5 separate regions of the Mus musculus genome follow, and regions 1, 2, 3 and 5 are each linked to region 4. The links are chromatin contacts, called in public Hi-C, HiChIP or PLAC-seq and promoter capture Hi-C maps. All regions are on one chromosome and are shown on one strand. Each heading gives the region's core, a stretch centred on a gene start, on an enhancer-like site or on the middle of the called end of the contact. The rest is flanking DNA. Distances are from core to core; before and after follow the strand shown.

Region 1 (3,663 bases), core at 156-2,655, 810 kb after region 4:
TTTGAGTTAACCCTTGCTCAGTGATTTTATAGGGCTGGAATGTGAGCAGATTCCTGCACCAGTCTCAACGGTCTGCCCTGTCTCCCTCTCCAGGAGTTCCATTTAGGTCCCCTGTTGTGAATGTATTCCCTCTAACTCTCTCTTTTTTTTTTTTTTGGTTGCTCTTTAGTCTAAGACATGTTTATTTTTCTTAAGAATTCCTTATGTAATTCTTGGAGCTTTTCAGAGAAAAACCTCAATAAGTGTTTTGTAAAAAATGTAGTGAAGTAATTAAAGAAATATGGATTAATATCCTGTGTAAAGATTCTGCCCTGACTAGGAGAAATACCAAGTGTGGCCTTATTTTACACGACTGGCATTTGGAGATGCTTTAAAGTGCAGCAGTGCTGTGGAGTGTAGTAAGTGGGGTGTGGGGCGGATGAGCAGGGCCTCGGCCCTGCCCTGTCAGTTCAGATAAATCGCACAGCCCCATTGTGGATCCCAAGCTTCAAAGCCCTAGTATCAGGTTACATTTTAAAAGCAGAAAGTCAGAGTCAAAAGACACAGAGATAATTTAGATTTAACTTTGAGGCCCTTAAAACTTACTTCTGATATTTATGTTTCTTACTTTCAGGGACACTGGTTTTTGCTGGTGCCTTTTTTTCCCCCCTTTTTCTTTTCGTTTTTCCTTTTTTCTTTTTTTTGAGGGAGGGACTGTAAACCTATACTCTCAGCTTTCCACCCTGCACTAGCCTGCCCCTGCTGTCACGGATACCTCATGATTTCAATTCCAACTGGACAGGCTCTTCTATCTGGACTTAGACTCAGGTCTAAGGACTTTGGGGACAAATGCTTCTGTGAGGCCCCTGCACGATCCTGTGTTTCTCTGGAGACCTCCTGTAGCCTGAGTCCAGGGCTGCACGCAGTTCCTCGGCAGGCCATTGGCGGTTCAACCGCTAGGCCAGCCTGCTTCCTTCATTCCCTGAGTTCATATAACAAGGGTTTAGGTCTCTAGGTCATTCCCTTTCAAAAAAATCCTAAGGCAGTTCCCATAATCCGTTCTGAAGGAAAGACACCTCCTTGTCCCCAGTTCACTGACAGCTGGGTCCACTAGGGGCATAGGTCCCTCCCCACACCCTCGTCCCCCACCTTCCCACCTCCCCACCCCCAGCCTGTGCTCTCTCCAGGGAAATGACTTTTTTTTCCTTTGCATTCCGCTGCCTCCACCCGACCTGATGCTGTGGAAGTCCACCTCTGCAGCTACAGCAGATGGAGTGGAGGCTGCAAGGAAAGAAAACGCCAAGGGAGTAAATATGTGTCAAGGAACTCATTGTCTGCGCTCCACCTGTTGTTATTCTGGTCCCAATCAACCTGCTCGCCAGGCTGGAGCCAGCGGCCATCTGGAAACACTGCTCTGTTTATAAACTTGGCATGAAGCAGCACTCCCGGGCCCTGACCTCCCACACGAATCTGGAAACAATTAGAGCAAGATGATAGGCAGGCTGGGAGCACTGCTTGGGGGGAGGATGGGGGAAGGCAGGAGCCTGGGGGTAGGAAGAGGGGAGAGCCTGAGGTTGGGGGTGGGGCGAACCCGTGTGGGGCTTGGCCTAAAGTGAGCGCTAGATTTAGCAAACCTGGCAGGGCTCTGACACTCAATTTAAAGAGAATGGAGAGAGAATAGCTGAAGTCTTTTTGAGGAAGGATTAGGGCATGGACTCAACCAAGGTAGGAGTGTAAGGCTTGTGAGAGCAAGGCTTAGGGATTTCAGGGACACTCAGGGGTGGGTGAGCTACAACTGCCTAGATAGCGAGCAGAAGGCAGCCAGAGCCGGGATTCTAGGATTGTCCAGAAAACGGTGGGTCCCAGTGGGAACTTGTGGGAACCCAATGGGAGTCCTAGTGACCAGCCTGCTTGGAATGTGAGGACAGGGCCTTAGGGAGTGGGGTAGTTGGATAATTAGCACCATACTTCTCCAACCCTTAGCCTTACAGGGTGTCCATTCTGATTCTGGAGATGCTCAAGGAACCAAACAGGATAAAGTCACGAAAGCCCAAAGAGTAGCTCCATTCTGAGCAGTAAGGGTGCAATGCTGTGCAGGAATAAAGGCCTTTTGCTCCTGGGAAGGGCAAAAGCATGCTTCAGGTCAGGGTCATCCTTGAAACTCACTTCTGAAAACCTGGTTTTCGCAACAGGAGCTTAAATCATTTATATTTTCCTGCTATAGAATTGAGCTACCTTGAATCACAGAAAGGAGGAATTTTGTGTACTTTCAGGGCCACATAGGAAAATCTGTGCCATGCCAAGAGTGTGTGGCAATGTATGGACTTGATTCTGGCCTCTAGAGACCCAATTATCAGAAAGATATATGAGTTTCTCCCTCTTGTGAAGCATCCTTGTTCTCTCTGTCTCTGTCGCCAATCCCAACTTTTCATTTTCATGCTCAGCTGGGCTTCTAATTCCTGAAATATTAATCTGTAGGCGTTTCTGGCATGCCAATAATTTGCACTAATTAATATGTTCCTGGTTAACTAAGTGGTACTTAAAGAAGGAAGTTTAGTTTGTGTAAACCTTGGCTTCTGCGTGCTCAGGAAGAATAGCAGCCACAGGGAATGCATACATCTCCAAAATGTAACCCAGCGAGAGTGGCAACATCAACCAGTCTATAAAACTTGTCGTCCTGTGGGCTATACTTCATGGCTGGATCCTTTCCCCACCTCTTCTGGGTATGACTTCCCATGCATTTTTTTCTGCCTAAACACATTCTTCGCAACTTCCCGCTCTGCACAGGCTGGTTACTGAATCCAGGAATGTCTAGGGCTGCAGAGCTTGCTTGCAACATGTGCTGAAGTGGAAAAAGAACCAGGAACCACATGCATGCCCTTGTATCTGCTCATGTGTTCCAGGAGAGACTAAAATCCTGTAAGCCAATTTCAACTCTTAGACTCATTGCAAATGGATTCATTGGGTCTATAATATAAAATATTGTGTTTATTTAACTCCCATAAACTTATCTCCTTTGTCTTTGTAAGCTGCCTCTTCAACTAAGGAGCCACATTCTTTCCCCAGCTAATAAAGCTTAACATTTTCCTCTGTGCTTATAAATTTAATTACACCAAGACTTATTTAATTTGTCAAACTTCACCTAGGTTTTTAAAAAAAGCAACCTAACAACACACATCACAAGTATAATCTTTAGATTAAAAAATTAAAAATTCATTTTGTTCATTTTTCTCTCAAAAGTATCACCTTAGTGTTTCCCTTTTCAGAAAAATGGCAAATAGCAATGAAAACTGTGTAGTAGATTGTTTCTGGGCTTTGGGAGAACTCTTCCTCCTCCTCCTCCTCTTCTTCTTCCTCTGTTATCTCTCTCCTGAAAATGGAGGAGGAAGAGGAGGAGAGGAGGAGGAGGAGGGGGAAGAAGAAAGAAGAGGAGGAGGAGGAGGAGGAGGAGGAGGAGGAGGAGAAGCCACAAAATAGTCCCAAACTGAATTTTGTCAACATGCTCCAGTGGAAGGTACATTTCTAAAAACTCTGGATATGGAAAAGGTGAGCCAAGGAGCATCCCTCACTGCATTCTTTACAATATTCATGGGTCACTATTGCATCCATTTTCACCTTCCATGGCTCTTTTGGATTAGGGAAGGAGGAGCTCTGCTCTTTCTGAGAAAAACAAATGCAAAGGAA
Region 2 (3,555 bases), core at 280-2,779, 960 kb after region 4:
AATCTCTTGTATTCCCCTAGTCAATAACTCAACTGGAGGTTTCTCAAGCCTGGCATTGAATTTTGTATTAGACGGTGTATGGCTCTTGGAAATAGGGAAAACACCCTTACTTCATTATTTTTGAGTTGTTGTCACTGTTAGTGAAGAATTGTGTACTTATGAAGCAGACTTAATCAAATAAACATTGTGTGTGCCAGTTATTAATGTTGTGAGTATTCATTGGAAATGTTTTTACTCATTTTCAAAATAGCATATATTCTCCCAGAAATGGAAGCATTTCAGGAAAACCACAAAAGAACACAATTTCTTATCAAATTTATAAACACCTTAAATGACTGCCATTTTCTGAGAATTTTAAGATGCTCACAGTATAATAGTATATCATAGTTTTCAGTTGGGGCACTACCCCCGTGACATCAATTCTCACACATTGTATCAGATACAAATGATATAAAGGTGCTAGGCCAGAAACCTCCAGAGCTACATTAGAAGTTCACATCCACACCTTCACACAATGGAGCTGGTTTGAAGATGTGACCTCTCCATTTTCATTGTGACCAGTATCTCTTCGACCATCACATAGCTTCTAAATTCACACATCAAACAATACTGCCCTCATCTCAATGATCCACACACTGCTTCTCAGCTCAAGAACAGCTGTTTTTCTGTCTGAGTACAATGCTCTCATGTGTGGTCACCTGCAAGATCTCCTTTACCTATGGACCTGATTGGGAATTGGAAATTGAGCATCTAAAACTGGGAACAGATTCTTTACCGTCTTAGATTTGCTGAGCAATATACTTTTCAATGAAATGCCTCTACGGAAGACAGTGTCTGTACCACCGCAAGTCTCTTTCTTAAAAGTGTTCAGGATGCATGCACGACTGTTTTCTTTATGGATCTCTTATCACACTTCCAGAGCTTAGACCTCAGAGCGTTTTGTTTTCTTTTGTTGTTTTTGTTTTTTCCTCTCTAGAAAGAGCCAGAAAGTAAGTAAAGGCTCTGCTGCTTTCTTGATTCTGGTGTTTTTCTGGGGCATCCTTTTCAACCTGTCTAAAGCTGAAGCCACATGCCTCCCAGATACACACCATATTGCTTCTCTAACTTAAAAGCAAATAAAGAGATCTTTGAATTTAGTGAATGTCTATGAGGGAGCTCGGGCAGCTTGGAACTTGTCCCAGTTATAAAAGGGTAGGATGGATGCCTCCCAAGGAGTTGGAACTCCACAAAGGGATTCTCTTTCCGATCCTCTTGAGGAGGAGCGTGGAGGGGCCATTACTGGTGGAAGCAGGAAGTAGAGACTGGGTAGAAAGAGATCTGGCCCAGAAGTCATAGGAACTCTTGCATTCAGTTCTTACTTACAGTGCTTGCAATTTTTAGTTAAGGTGTCCGTCAACTTCTGCAGCTTCTTTCTGTTCATGATGGGTGTTAATAATATTAGATCTTAGAGTGTCATCTGGAGCAGAGTGCCAGGACGCTCCGGCTCCGGAGCCCCAGGCTGAGGGAGCTTGGTGCAGCCAGCTTGGCTCTGCGCATTTGCGCATTTGCGCATTTGCGGCCCTAACAGACAGTGTGGCCATGGCAACGCCTCAGGTGAAAGCGGCCTCTGTACATAGAGCAGCCATGGCAACGGCTGGGTGGGACACTGATTGGCTCCTGTCAGGGGGCCTCTTGGTCAGCTCAGTAAAGCCTGCCAGTCCTGACTGCCCAGCACAGACACTGTGCCTGCATTTAGTCCCAGTTGCAGCGTTTCAGCCTGACACTTTGCAGACTGTATTGTTTGCCATGTTGGAAATTTCTATTTTCACTTGTCACACCATCATTTCTGTTCACAGCCCCTCAAGACTACATCATAATCAGAAGAGTAAGGTGTGCAAGCTGGATAGATGTTTTGTATGATGAGCACAAGAGCGATTCAGGTTTTCAAGATCTGTGGGGATGCTGGAGGGAAATAGGTGTGTAATTAAAGCAATTATCAGAAGGGAATCTGAACAATTACGGTTTGAACTGTGTTACTCAGAAAGTAGATCTCTCTGTGTCTCTGTCTCTCTCTGTCTCTCTCTCTGTCTCTCCCCCCTCCTTCTTTGGAGTGGGAGTTTTCAGTCAAATTTGCAAAAGGCCAATGTCATATTTTAAGTTCGTTAATTAAAGATACATACTCTTTTTGTTGTTTTGTATAAAATAGAGTTTATTTAGGGCATAAGGAGGGGAGTTGCGAGGGTTGTAGAGGCAGAGAAAGGCAGAGAGAGAGAGAGAGAGAGAGAGAGAGAGAGAGAGAGAGAGAGAGAAGAGAGGAAGGAGGAGGAGAAGGAAGAGGAGGAGGGGAGGAGGAGGAGGAGGAAGAGGAGAAAGAGAGGAGTAGAGATTGGCCATGAGCACATGGAGAGAGAGGGGGAAGGGAATGGGGAGAAAGAGGGTAAGGGACAAGAGGACAGAGCAGAAGCAAGAAGGCAAGAGAGAGAAAGGAGGGGGCAAGCAGCCCCTTTTATAGTGAGTCAGGCACACCTGGCTGTTGCCAGGTAACTATGGGGCGGAGCCTAGATAAAATGCTAACAGTAACAACTTTCCAAACTACATAGACTGACATAACAGCCCAGAAGTTGCCATGGAGACAAATTGGAGAATTTTTCCATGATGCGGAATCCTTCAAGTGGTCAGTTTGCAGCCACACCTAGTTCTTCTATTGAAAACCCTTCCCTAGTCTCTTGAAATCACTCAAATTTATAATTGTCTAATTTTATAATTTTGAAATGGTAATAAGACATCAGCCACACAGAATATAACCTACTGAGAGTCCTTTCCATCAGTATAATTTTCTGCAAATCCATCCAGGAAATTTTGCCTTTTTATTGCTGAATAGTATTCCATGATTTATATGTGCCATATTCTGTTTATACACCCATGCACTGAAGACCTTCAGCCTTCAGTTTTAAGCTCTTAACAGGGAAGATACTATAGACCATTTCTCATATGAATGAGAGTTAAGTTCTCTGGAATGAGCACCTAGGATTGCTAGTACATATGGCAGCTGTATGATTGCAATTTAGAAATTGTGAGATTGCTTTCCAGAGAGTCTGAACATTGTGAGGCCACAGCCTAGTGTCTCCTCATCGCTGTCTGTACTTGGTGCCCTCACTGTTTTTGTTTGTTCAGCTTTTAAAGCAAACACAACCATTCTAATGGGTATGTGTTGACATCATGAGTTTTAACTTGCATCCTTAGCTGATCAAGTAGGGCTGTCTTCACCGTTATGGCATCTTCCATGTATTCTGTCTGCTCAAATATTCACTCACATCTTGGGCAAGATTGGATTTTTTTTTAAATCTATATGGTTTTGCATTTTAAGTCCATAAATTAAATTCATGATGAATTTTGAGTTGGCTATTGCAGAGGTAGGAGATTTAAGTCAGGGATCATTTGTTGCCTGATTATATCCAGAACGTCCACAGCTGTTGCTGACAATTCCATTGAGCTTCTTCTGAATGGATTCCTTCCACTAATTGTTACATTTTAGTTACGGTGTTTGTCACCTCACAGTTATTCACTCAGTCCTTT
Region 3 (3,620 bases), core at 645-3,144, 930 kb after region 4:
AAGAAATGCCTCCAGTTCATGTCACACTAGCTTTGCATTGTACACTATGAAGTCAGTACACAATAGATTATCTCTGTGGATGTCTATTCCTTACATGGTAAGGGCAGCTGAAATCCAAAGGTGTCCTGTGGTTCTTCAGAGCCTCTAAAGTCTGAGTTTGGTTTGGGCATACTTGTTATTGATGTCCCTTGAATAGTGATTATCATATACTAGACAATAAGGTGATTGTATCTGGGATCTTAGCAATATTCATAGATAAGTAGTGTAAAACTTTTTAATGTGGAAGAAATGCTTGGGCAGGGGACTTCTGCCTTCTTAGCAGAGATCAAGATGTTATCATAAAGGAAGAGAGATTTGATGAAGAGGTAAAGTTGGAGTTTTGTGGGCAGAAGGAAGCCCATTTTAAGGAGGTATAAGATATATTGATGTGTGGTGAGGCCAAATGTTCAAATGTAATGGCTGAAGTGAGCTGAAAGAAGTAAAACCCTAGAAGCTTCTCAGGATGTCACAGAAGTGGGTAGCTAGCCACCTTTCAGAAGCATCAGCCTGCTCTGACACCCTTTCCAAGACTGCAGCACCACCTGTATGTAAAATTTCTAAAGAAGGAAAAACTGTCTCAGCCTAAGTCACTTTAATCATGCAATTTTACAACCGGTTGATTGGAGTACTAGAATTCTCTTTAGCTGAGAATGTGTGATCAGCAAGGAGTTTTGAAAACCCTCGCTCTTGTGCTATAGTAAGAACTGAGAGAATCAGCTCATTCTTGTGTGACCCCTTGGTCAGTTTCCGTGAGGCAGTCTTACAGTTATTTCTTAGTTGACTGTTGTAGCTTGTGGCACTATGTCCGGTACATATTTACAACAAACTAAATGTCCTGTCATTTGTAGTATGGTTAGGTGTCTTCCTTTCAGAAAGTTGGGCTCTCTTGGATTAACTTACCCAGACACATAGTGCCTGAAGACAGACATCAAATTGGCTCTTCCTCCAGGAAAAGGAATGTGTATTCCAGTTTTAGACACAGTACAGTCCAGGGTTGACCTCTTAGGCTTTCTCAGGAGTATTTCAAATTCTGATGTCCCAAGTGAACAGGAAGCTCCTTAAAGCCATGGAGTTGTGGATGGAGTAAAACCTCTGATTCCTTTTGTTGATCCCATGTGCTATGTCACAGGCCTTCAGGGATGCATGGGGTGACACTTTGAGGAACAGATCTGGCCCCTTGATTTATGTTGTGTTCAAAGTCACGTCCCATCAGCTTTCCTGAGAATCAACATAGTATAGCCTGAACACAAGAACTCAACTGAGATCTGATATGGAGTGATCTTTTCCATCTTGATATGCTTCAGGATCCAAGCCTGCTCTGCTCTGCTCTTCAGCAAATACAGACCATCTCCTCTGTGTCAGACCACAGGAAACAGCACTGAATAGGGCTGGATATGCTTTCATGTATCTCTTTTTGAGAGAAGGAAAATAAAAGAAGAAAATAGAAAGTAAAGCAAGAGTGCGACACAGAGCTTCCCCCAGAGATCCCATGCCCTGTCCCCCATTCAGTGCTACTGAAGTCTTCAGAACAAGAAGCCACCCTGATGAGGATGTGCAAGTTTACATCTATTTTTGAAAGCTTTGCTTGTTTGAGTGCTGTTTTCCACTTTCTCACAAAGCCAATGAGAGACATACTAGACATTGGCCTGGGATCAAAGCCCTTTTTGGAAAGCAAACGTCTATGATGTCATGAAAGAGAAGTATTCTCCCTGGTGACAAGGGGTCGCCTGGAGGCTTGCCAGCATATCCACGGTCACCCCTTCTTCAGCACAGTTATCTAACACATACTCACCCTCAGACCTCCAGGCTGCTCTACCCCCTCAGACATCCTGAATTTCTGCAGCAGCCTGTGTGTCATCAAAGCCTCTAGAACTGGAGACTCCACCAAGCCACTCCTTCTCTTGCATCTCCTCCCACTGCAAACCATAATCTTGCAGACAGACAATGAGGATAGGACAGCTATTCAAAAAATCGCGTGGCTGGGGAGGCTCAGGGCATGTCCTGACTGCACCTGCAGGTTTTCCTTTCCTGAGGCCGCTGGGCACTGGCTGTGTTGCACCTGCTGCGGGCCAGTGCCTGCCTCTCAGCACATACCTGGGACTTGCTACAGGCCCTGGCCTGCTTCACATCCTGCTGCTCCATTCCACCTCCTGTGCCCTGCTAACAGCCTAGAGGCCAGCTTGTCTTACCAGCCACCTGATGTTTTCTAAATGTGCACCCACAAAAGGAATAGAAAAGCAGCAGCTTTTTGCCTGTTTCTTGATGCCATGGACAGGGTAGGACACTTCTTGCCATGATTCCATTGGCTTCAGTCAATGTCCTTTCCTGATTATCATACATCATTCAGCAAATCAATCTCATGTTGTGGGCTGGTGTTTGCTTATACTGGACAGATCTTGAAAAGTGATGAGCCAGCTGAATAGGGATGTGCAGCTTAGAAGCATGCACATTTTCTATATAAACAACAGGGTATTGTTGGGCAGCCTCCAGTTGCTGTCTACAAGTGAGTTTATTGAGAGATGGGGAAATGCTAAGAAGTGAGTAGTCATTATACCACTCCCATGCAGGTACTGGGTAATAGCAGAGGGCATACTGGTTCTCATTCTCTGAGTTTCTATATCACTGAATCATTAGTGAGGCTTGCTTTTGATAGCATGCACTAAATGTGTTCCTGTGATTTGTCTGTCAGTCAGCACTCAGCAATAAAAGTTCCACCATGAATGAGGGGACAGGTGTCCCTAACTTTCCTGATCAACAGTAATGTGCATATTAGGAATATTTTTGTGGCAGCAGCCTAGAGTCTTCTTGAACTTTCACTGGTAGGCATTCATGTTTCCACAGAAGTCTGTTGAAGAAGATCATACCTGCTTCACTGGTGATTGGCTCTTATGTTTACTCATCCATGCCACCAATGAACTTTGGCACTGCAAAGAGGGAGGATAGATGACAAGCATTTCCTGAATGAGGGGGAAGAGGAAGAACTGTATCCTTCTTCCATATCCCAATGCCCCTTCACCTAACAAGCCCTTGGGAAGTGGACTATGTGCCAGTGGTGGGAGTCATCTAATTGGGGCAGAGTGGGGTAAGAAGAGAAAAATGGAGGCAGAATAAACAAAAGGCAATGTGTATTAGAGGGAGGAAAATTTTCCTGATGGACTAAATGACAGTCTTAGGTACACAGCAAGCCACAAATTACTGGGCCAGAGAGGGTTGTCCTTTTCTGTAGGAGGCAAATGAATGCAGATGTAGTGACATGTTGAGGGGATTAGTGCATGTCTTGAGCACTCCCTGTTGTAGCTCCCAAGGTTTCCATGCAGAATTCCACAGGTAAGCATGCATGTGCCAGTAAGAGGCATTACAGGACTTCTGTCCACCTGATGGGCACATTTGGTTGAATCAAACAGTTTTCAACTTTTCTCATCCTGTGATCTTTTATACAGTTCCTCATGTTGGAGTGACTCCAAACATAAAATTATTTTGTTCTTACTTCCAAACTAATTTTGCTCTACTAGCCACTTGTTAGTTGAGAAGCATCTGAAAGGAGCTGAAGCCCCAAACCACTGTTCCGTTCACTGCCATTC
Region 4 (3,670 bases), core at 588-3,087:
TGAACTCAAGACAGAACACAAAGGTAGGAGCTGGTGCAAAGGCCATGGAGAAATGTTGCTGGCTTATTTCCCATTGCTAGCTTAACCTGCTCTGATATACCATCCGGGACCACATGCCCAGGTGCGGTACCAGCCATAGTCACCTGGGCATTCTGGTATCAGTCATCAATTAAAAAAAAGATGCACCCCAGGCTTGCCCACAGGCCATCTGATAGGGTCATTTTCTCAATGGAGGATCTTCCCAGATGACTCTATCTTGTGTCGTGTTGGCAAAACACTAGCCAAGACAGTGTGTGTGTGTGTGTGTGTGTGTGTGTGTGTGTGTGTGAGAGAGAGAGAGAGAGAGAGAGAGAGAGAGAGATTTTGTATGAGCATGTTGTGTGTACATAAATGTTTGAATTTTTAAGTGCGTATTAGTACAAGAGCCCTTTATTAAGGTCTCTAAGTCTGTGCAATTTAGTCCTCTGGACTTTCCTAAAGTTGAGGCCATGTATGATTATGTCAGAATTATATGAAAATGGCGGAGTGACTTATGTGAGGGTCCAATGACCCTACCTTGACCTTCCTTCTATGAATGGACACTGGCCATCCATGGACCTGAGGTGATATACTCCTACAAACAGGCAGAGCTGATGGCATGCAGGTAACAGTTGTCTGGCTAGGGAGATGATGCTGTGCCTCACTTCGATTTGCCTCCAGTTTGTACTCTTGGGCATTCTGACCAATAGGAGCTGGTTCCTGGAGCCATCAATCCTACAATAAACTAATGAGGCAGGGAGGCCCTACATTTACATCATGGCCACAGTTCTGCGAAAACCTGAGATATTCTGGAATCCTGCAAACAAGCACCTGATGTTCCACCCTGGGAAGCAGGTGCCAGATTAGATGCACATACATCCTGTAATGTCTGCTCCTGGAGCCAGACTCATTCCCCACAGCCCACACTGGCTCTTCACAGTCACCAGCAGCTTACTGTCACCATGGTCCTCACTGTGACAGACGCACCATTCAACATGGAAATGGTGTTTAGTCCTTAGATCTGGACCTTGGTGACTGGCCAAAGGTTCACCAAATATGAAGACCGGAAGTGCAGAACCAGGGAAGCTGTGTTCAGTATAAGGAAGAAAGAAGGAAGGCTGAGAACTGACTAGATGCTCTAAATTCTCCCCTTCCCGGTAATGAATACGTTTTCCCCTAAGAATGAAGACTATTCACCCAATATATTTTTATATTGAAAATATTTTTTCATACTCTATAATCTGATCATGATTTCCCTCCCTTACCTCCTCCCTGAACTTTGCCACTTCCCTACCTTCTCAAGTTCTCTCTCTCTCTCTCTCCCTCCTCTCTTTTCTAGCAAATAGGCACATTTAAAAAAAATCAAGCCAGAATAAAACAAATTGAAAAAATAAAAACACCAATCAACAAACATACACATACGGATACACACACATATGCAAAAGACTAGTAATGTAAAATGGACAAAGCATCAGGAGACAAAATATCTCCAAGAGTGCCCCCGCACAAATTTTAGATGCCCCTCCTGGTCCCCTTTCACTGTGTAGGCACTTCTGGACGGCTCCCCCGGTCCACTCTTTCCCGATGGCAGTGACAATCATGGTAACCGGCCAAACATTTGCAGTTCTCAACACACCGGCCAAGCTAACGTGTTGAGTTCAAAATGACCATCCTACCTATCTTCAGAAATAGACGCCGCTATCCAGACACACAACCCGGAAATAGCGTCATCAAGCTGCGCGTCAGGCCACACCCCTGCCTACTGGGAAAAGCGGCTCAACCTCCCGGGAAAAGCGCCTGCAAAAGCAAAAGCCAATCAAGTGCAGAAGCAGTTGGCCACAAGGCGCGTGCGCAGTGACGTCCTCAGTTGCTCTTTACTCCCCAAGTTTATGTATTTCGGGGTCGGGGGACAGGAGTGCGTATCCGTTTAAAAGCAAAGCTGTTTAGGGACCGTCAACAGAACTGGTAATTACACGAGATCGTGAATACTCGTCATCCAACAGGCATTTGCTAAGTACCCGGTATATGCCAGGTACTATTCTGGGGTCTGCTACCTAAGCCAGCAGTCCAAGTCTGATCGTCAGGCAGTGATCAGCTTCCCACCACCCCACCCCATGCCTAGCACACTGCCCTGTGCACAGTAGACGTTCCGAACAAGTCAAGTAACCGACTGTGTAAAGGCCTCTTGGAACTCTCGCCTCGGTGCTGGAGCTGTTGACTTGCAGAGACTCTGTCCAACACAGATCCCTTTTCAGGCTATACGAATGGCGGCGGCGGCGGCTGCTGCTGGTGGTGCTGCACTCGCGGTTTCCACAGGATTGGAGACAGCAACGCTGCAGAAGCTGGCGCTTCGGCGGAAGAAAGTGCTGGGGGCCGAGGAGATGGAGCTGTACGAGCTAGCTCAGGCTGCTGGCGCCGCCATCGACCCCGATGTGTTCAAGTGAGAAAGCGGGGGTCGGGACTTTGAGCTCATACTCCCTACAGATAATGCCGGCTTTAGGACTCCTCATTCCTGCATCTGCTACTCTAAGATATCCGTGTCTCTTTAAGGGGTTTCAAGACGGTGACCCAGCTGGCGCGACTCCTAGAGCATGTCCGCCCTGTGGCTTTCAGTATTCGCTAAGCACTGCATTTGTTTCCCCAGGATCCTGGTGGACTTGCTGAATCTGAATGTGGCTCCCCTCGCCGTCTTCCAGATGCTGAAGTCCATGTGTGCTGGGCAGCGGCTGGCAAGCGATCCCCAGGACTCGGTGCCCATATCTCTGTCTACATCCACATCAGAGACCCGAGGTTAGAGATGGGCTGGGTACTTCTGCCTAGAGGGTGGCCGAGGTGGGGAAGGAGTAGAGAACCTCGTGCCGGCTTGTCTTAGAATTGCTCAACCTGTCTATAGGCCTCCTCCCAAGGTCTGCAGACCCATCCACCTTTCAGGGACTTTAGTTGGCTCCACCTTTCGGATTGTACTGCTGGACCAAAGACTGGTCCAAGCAAGCTAGACTTGGTCTTTCTGACTCCCTCTCACCTCTTCATCATGCCTCCATTGCACAGGTAGAGGAATAAACATGGCTTTGGTCTCCATCTACCACACAGCCTCAAGGAAGTGTTCAGAGAGCAGAGCAGACAACGCCTCCCCCTCCGAGGGCCACGTCTAGCTCCTGTTCATCTCAGGCCAGGCCCGAACACCTCTCATCTGGGGATTTTTTTGGGTTGCAGGACTGAAGCCATCTGATTCCTTTGGGACAAAAAGTAGAGGTCTGACAGAAAGATTCACCCAGTTCTCAGGTGTGAATGGCCTGGTCATGAGTGGGACCAGGTGTAAGCAGATGGTGGTGAGCAGAGTGTAACAGGGATCTCAGGTCCTCCAGCCTGCCCATCCTATCTGTTACATCTGTTCTCTCTGCCTGTCGGACCCTCTGAAATACAGCTTGTCCTCCCAGACAAGTGGATGCAAGTCCAGTGCTCATTTCCTGCCTGTAAGTGCAAGAACCACATGGAAGGAATCCAGGTGGGGTAAAGTGAGCAGTCTGGCCCAGTGAAGGCAGACTGTCAGGCCTGGGGACTCACACATACACGCTGACCCACCCACTTTCTGATCAATGTGTGTCTCTGGCCTCTATCACCCTTTCTCTTTGTGGAAGAGAAACAAGGGTAA
Region 5 (3,545 bases), core at 121-2,620, 740 kb before region 4:
ATTGTCGGGCTGGTGAGATGGCTCAGCGGTTAAGAGCACCCGACTGCTCTTCTGAAGGTCCTGAGTTCAAGTCCCAGCAACCATATGGTAGCTCACAACCATCCGTAAGGAGATCTGACTCCCTCTTCTGAAGTGTGTGAAGTGTCTTCTGAAGTGTCTGAAGACAGCTGCAGTGTACTTAGATATAATAAATAAATAAATCTTTAAAAAAAAAAAAAGCTATTGTCTTGAGCCAGGTAACCATGTTAGCTACTTTTGTCTTTTCTCTGTGGTCATGTCCTTTTTCTGCCGTGGAAATGTACATTGGAAACTGCTTCATATTCATAAATCTGTTGACTTTATTACTACATTATCTTTAACAGTGGTCATGATAAACTGGGTCTTGTGCTGTTCTGGAAACCAGTGTTATTCTGTGGATGAAATCTGAAGGGAATCTGTCTGCACCGACTGACTGGCTGGTTAGAACTTCAGTACTGTAGAGAGGTTAGAACGCTGCAAGCCCAGAGGCTAATTAACTTACCTTGGCCTAGCTTTAGCCCAGGGGAACAGTCATTTCTTGTCCACCTCTACTTTAAAACTAACATCCCATGACTAACAGATTAAACTAACCTTTGGAATCTATTGACTGACTTAGATGACTTCTAGCAACCACAAAGCTAAGAATGTCACGAGATAGTATCTCAAGCCTATTCAAAAACCTCCATCTTGCTGGTAACCGCCTCTCTGATATACCTACCAATGGACTTTAAACTTGCCTTGATTTACGACTTTCTTTGTTCTGTGAAACTCTAAGACTGCTTCCGCATTGGAACATGGAATTTGAGGTTGTCTAAATCTGTGTTCCTGGGCCATGGTTACTCAAAAGGGCTGCAGAAGAAACTTTTATTCCCTTTAAGGTGAGAGCTGCGCTTCCTTATTGCTTGAACAGCGCTCCCGGCAAGCTGATTCGCTTCTTCCAAGAGCCGGCGGTGCATCTGGAATTCCGGCTTCTCAGTCATTTTCAAAGCTGGGTTTCCTTACCTAAAGTTTGCAGCGCGGTAGCCTGGGAGACTTTGGCTCTTGAAAGTGTGGTGAGTAACAGCCAGACTGTTCTTCCAGCATCCCAGGGCGTGGTCGGTAAGTAAGCTGATGAGGCGTTTCTGAGGTTCAGGTGAGCCAGGCAGGTGCACTCTGCCTTCCCCTGGGCCAATGGGCGACGCCGGTCCCCCCCAAGCCTCTTCGGCGCTCGGGCGGGACCGCGCTGCACTCTGGCGATTGGCTGTGCAGCGGGGGCGGCCTGGGCCGGCCGCTGCCGGAGAGTCCGACGACGGAGTCGGAGCGCAGGCCCGGGAAGCGAGGCCTGCGCGGGGAGGGAGCGCAGGGAGTCGCGCAACCTGGACGCGCGCGGGGCAAGGCTTGCGGGAGTGACCGCAGGCCACCATGAACAGCGAGAGCGACCATAACTTCAGGCGGGTGGCCATCCGGCGGAAGTCAGGCTCCTACCTGCCGCCCGGGATCCCCCGGCCCTGGAGCAGGCCTTCGCCGCAATTGCGGCGCCTTGACCGTGTCGCGCAACCCAGCCAGGCCGCAGGTAATGCGTGGGTGAGCGGAGCGAGGGCGTGCCGCGTGTTGGGGGGCCGGCGGGGGGCGTGCCGCGCGTGTTGGGGGCGTGACGCCTGTGTTGGGGACTGGCGGAGGGCGTGCCGCGTGTTGGGGGCTTGACGGGGTGTTAGGAGTGGAGTGGGTGTGGGTGTGTGCCTTTGGCTGTTGAGGACCTGGGGGAAAGGGCTGCCTTCTGTTGTGAAAGGGATCCTCACAGGTTAGTTACCCCGCAGGACACTATTCCTAGTTAGTTTGTTCTTTCTCCCAAAGCTTCAAGAATATGGCCAGCTTGTTCTTAAAAAACTAAAGGTGTGCCCTTAGAAAAAGCTTTATTAGGAATTGTACAACCTATTTTTCAATATACTGCTGTTTAAGATTCACCAAATTCCTCTGCTCAGTTGACCTTAGTTCCCTGGCGCTCCCTTCCCGAGGGCAAAAGTCAAACACTCAGATAATGTTTATGTTTTTGAATATTTTGAATCTTAAAAAGAAATCTCACCCTTCTTTACTTTCATTTTGTAATGATTGAGCAAGCAGCTTTGTGTTTTTATCAATATGATCAATGTCGAGACTGGTAAATATGCTGTCTATTCCTTGTCCCGAAGCTATAGAAGGCACATGACAGAAAATCGTGATGGATGGTGTGTTAAGTGTGTGTTCACGTTAGATAAGTCAGGATGTGAGATGATGCATGAACTGGATCACGGAGAGTCCTCTGTAATCATTTCCTGTAGAAGTAAGAAACTGATAAAGTATTCTGGAGATCTCTTCCAGTTCTAGCTGTGATTCACCAAACTGAATGAAAATGTTATTAAGTGAAAATGGTTTGCTTTGTCATCGCATTTTGTCACCCGTTGTTTTCAGCACAGACACTGGTCTGATGCCTCTGTTATGTTACTAGATTTATTTTCAAATGCTTTGAAGAGACGATCAAAATATGAAACATCCTCTTTCAAGAGTCACAGTATAGTCTATAAATTATTTCTGCAAAGCAGCTATGCTTGTAGGAGAAAGGGTTCTGTTTGCTCTTTTATTTATTTGTGCCCTCCCCATTCCCCCACCCCCATACTGGGAGTAGAATTCAGGGCACTTGGGTAAGCAGGCTACTACTCACTATGCCCAGCTATCCTGGTTTTTTGTTTGTTTGTTTGTTTGTTTTTTGGTTTTTTTTCCATCCATTGCTGAAGTCTTCTCCTCCTAATTTTTAAATTTGGTCTTCTCCTCCTAATTTTTATTTTTATTTTTTTAAATATATATTTATTTGAGTATACTATAGCTGTCTTCAGACATACCAAAAGAGGGCATCAGATCCTATTACAGATGGCTGTGAGCCAGCCACCATGTGGTTGCAGGGAATTGAACTCAGGACCTCTGGAAGAGCAGTCAGTGCTCTTAACCACTGAGCCATTCCTCCAGCCCTCCTTCTAATTTTTAAATTCAAAGGGAATCTCTAGCAATTTCAGAAATAGAGTACCACCGGGCAGTGGTGGCGCACACCTTTAATCCTAGTACTTGGGAGGCAGAGGCAGGTGGATTTCTGAGTTTGAGGCCAGCCTGGTCTACAGAGTGAGTTCCAGGACAGCCAGGGCTATACAGAGAAACCCTTTCTCGAAAAACAAAACAAAACAAACCAACAAACAAAAACAAAACAAAAAAAGATTTATTTACAGGGATCCATACCATAATCAACCACCAAACGCAGGCACTATTGCATATGCCAGCAAGATTTTACCAACAGGACCCTGATATAGCTGTCTCTTGTGAGGCTATGCCAGTGCCTGGCAGATACAGAAGTGGATGCTCACAGTCATCTATTGGATGGAACACAGGGCCCCCAATGGAAGAGCTAGAGAAAATACCCAAGGAGCTAAAGGGGCCTGCAACCCTATAGAAGGAACAAAAACATGACCTAACCAGTACCCCCCAGAGCTGTGTCTCTAGTTACATATGTAGCAGAAGATGGC

Evidence for each region. A called contact is a pair of places that touch in the nucleus more often than the background predicts. HiChIP or PLAC-seq counts read pairs in DNA pulled down with a chosen protein or histone mark. Capture Hi-C pulls out chosen DNA fragments and counts their contacts.
Region 1: a contact with region 4 is called in an H3K4me3 HiChIP or PLAC-seq map of embryonic limb bud, with 3 times the contacts expected there. The contact joins the enhancer-like site here to the promoter of Mzt2 in region 4. A contact is called at or near these places in 4 of 39 promoter capture datasets (the 3T3-L1 cell line, cranial neural crest and frontonasal cranial neural crest), 1 of 115 datasets of contacts at active chromatin or transcription factors (embryonic limb bud) and 2 of 9 other capture datasets (embryonic stem cells and embryonic trunk).
Region 2: a contact with region 4 is called in a promoter capture Hi-C map of pancreatic islet, with 4 times the contacts expected there. The contact joins the promoter of Efcab1 here to the promoter of Mzt2 in region 4. A contact is called at or near these places in 4 of 39 promoter capture datasets (the 3T3-L1 cell line, hippocampal neurons and liver), 1 of 115 datasets of contacts at active chromatin or transcription factors (embryonic forebrain) and 1 of 9 other capture datasets (pancreatic islet).
Region 3: a Hi-C map of uterus shows a contact between it and region 4, with 4 times the contacts expected there. The contact joins the enhancer-like site here to the promoter of Mzt2 in region 4. A contact is called at or near these places in 5 of 39 promoter capture datasets (the 3T3-L1 cell line, 3T3-L1-derived adipocytes, embryonic stem cells and 2 more), 1 of 484 Hi-C or Micro-C datasets (uterus) and 1 of 115 datasets of contacts at active chromatin or transcription factors (stem cell-derived neural progenitor cells).
Region 5: an H3K4me3 HiChIP or PLAC-seq map of bone marrow-derived macrophages shows a contact between it and region 4, with 7 times the contacts expected there. The contact joins the promoter of Fgd4 here to the promoter of Mzt2 in region 4. A contact is called at or near these places in 6 of 39 promoter capture datasets (cranial neural crest, embryonic stem cells, hippocampal neurons and 2 more), 5 of 115 datasets of contacts at active chromatin or transcription factors (bone marrow-derived macrophages, embryonic hindbrain, embryonic limb bud and 2 more) and 1 of 9 other capture datasets (embryonic stem cells).

What each region holds. Positions count from the first base shown.
Region 1 is chr16:15,050,818-15,054,480 of GRCm38.p6, reverse strand. It overlaps the pseudogene Gm46561. Among named protein-coding and RNA genes, the nearest start is that of Gm41423, 62 kb to the left of the region's middle. Within about 2 kb of position 1,405, at least 117 of the 459 cell types and tissues checked have an H3K27ac peak or open chromatin away from gene starts, as enhancers often do. A contact at or near this core is called in embryonic limb bud, where this site is marked.
Region 2 is chr16:14,904,620-14,908,174 of GRCm38.p6, reverse strand. It overlaps Efcab1 (EF-hand calcium binding domain 1), which reads right to left and starts at 1,529. Exons shown (of 6, transcript NM_025769.3): 1 at 1,363-1,529. The coding sequence starts at 1,420. All of the region lies in intron 2 of Gm33696 (a long non-coding RNA gene), which reads left to right.
Region 3 is chr16:14,935,120-14,938,739 of GRCm38.p6, reverse strand. It overlaps Gm33696 (a long non-coding RNA gene), which reads left to right. Exons shown (of 3, transcript XR_384708.4): 2 at 2,881-2,914. It also overlaps a transcript of Efcab1 not described here. Among named protein-coding and RNA genes, the nearest start is that of Gm33696, 4.0 kb to the left of the region's middle. Within about 2 kb of position 1,894, at least 20 of the 459 cell types and tissues checked have an H3K27ac peak or open chromatin away from gene starts, as enhancers often do. A contact at or near this core is called in uterus, where this site is marked.
Region 4 is chr16:15,861,536-15,865,205 of GRCm38.p6, reverse strand. It overlaps Mzt2 (mitotic spindle organizing protein 2), which reads left to right and starts at 1,837. Exons shown (of 3, transcript NM_029354.3): 1 at 1,837-2,458; 2 at 2,663-2,808. The coding sequence starts at 2,283. Gm41425 (a long non-coding RNA gene) reads right to left here and starts at 1,769. Exons shown (of 3, transcript XR_875934.2): 1 at 1,695-1,769.
Region 5 is chr16:16,597,803-16,601,347 of GRCm38.p6, reverse strand. Fgd4 (FYVE, RhoGEF and PH domain containing 4) reads left to right here and starts at 1,370. Exons shown (of 17, transcript NM_001301817.1): 1 at 1,370-1,570. The coding sequence starts at 1,420.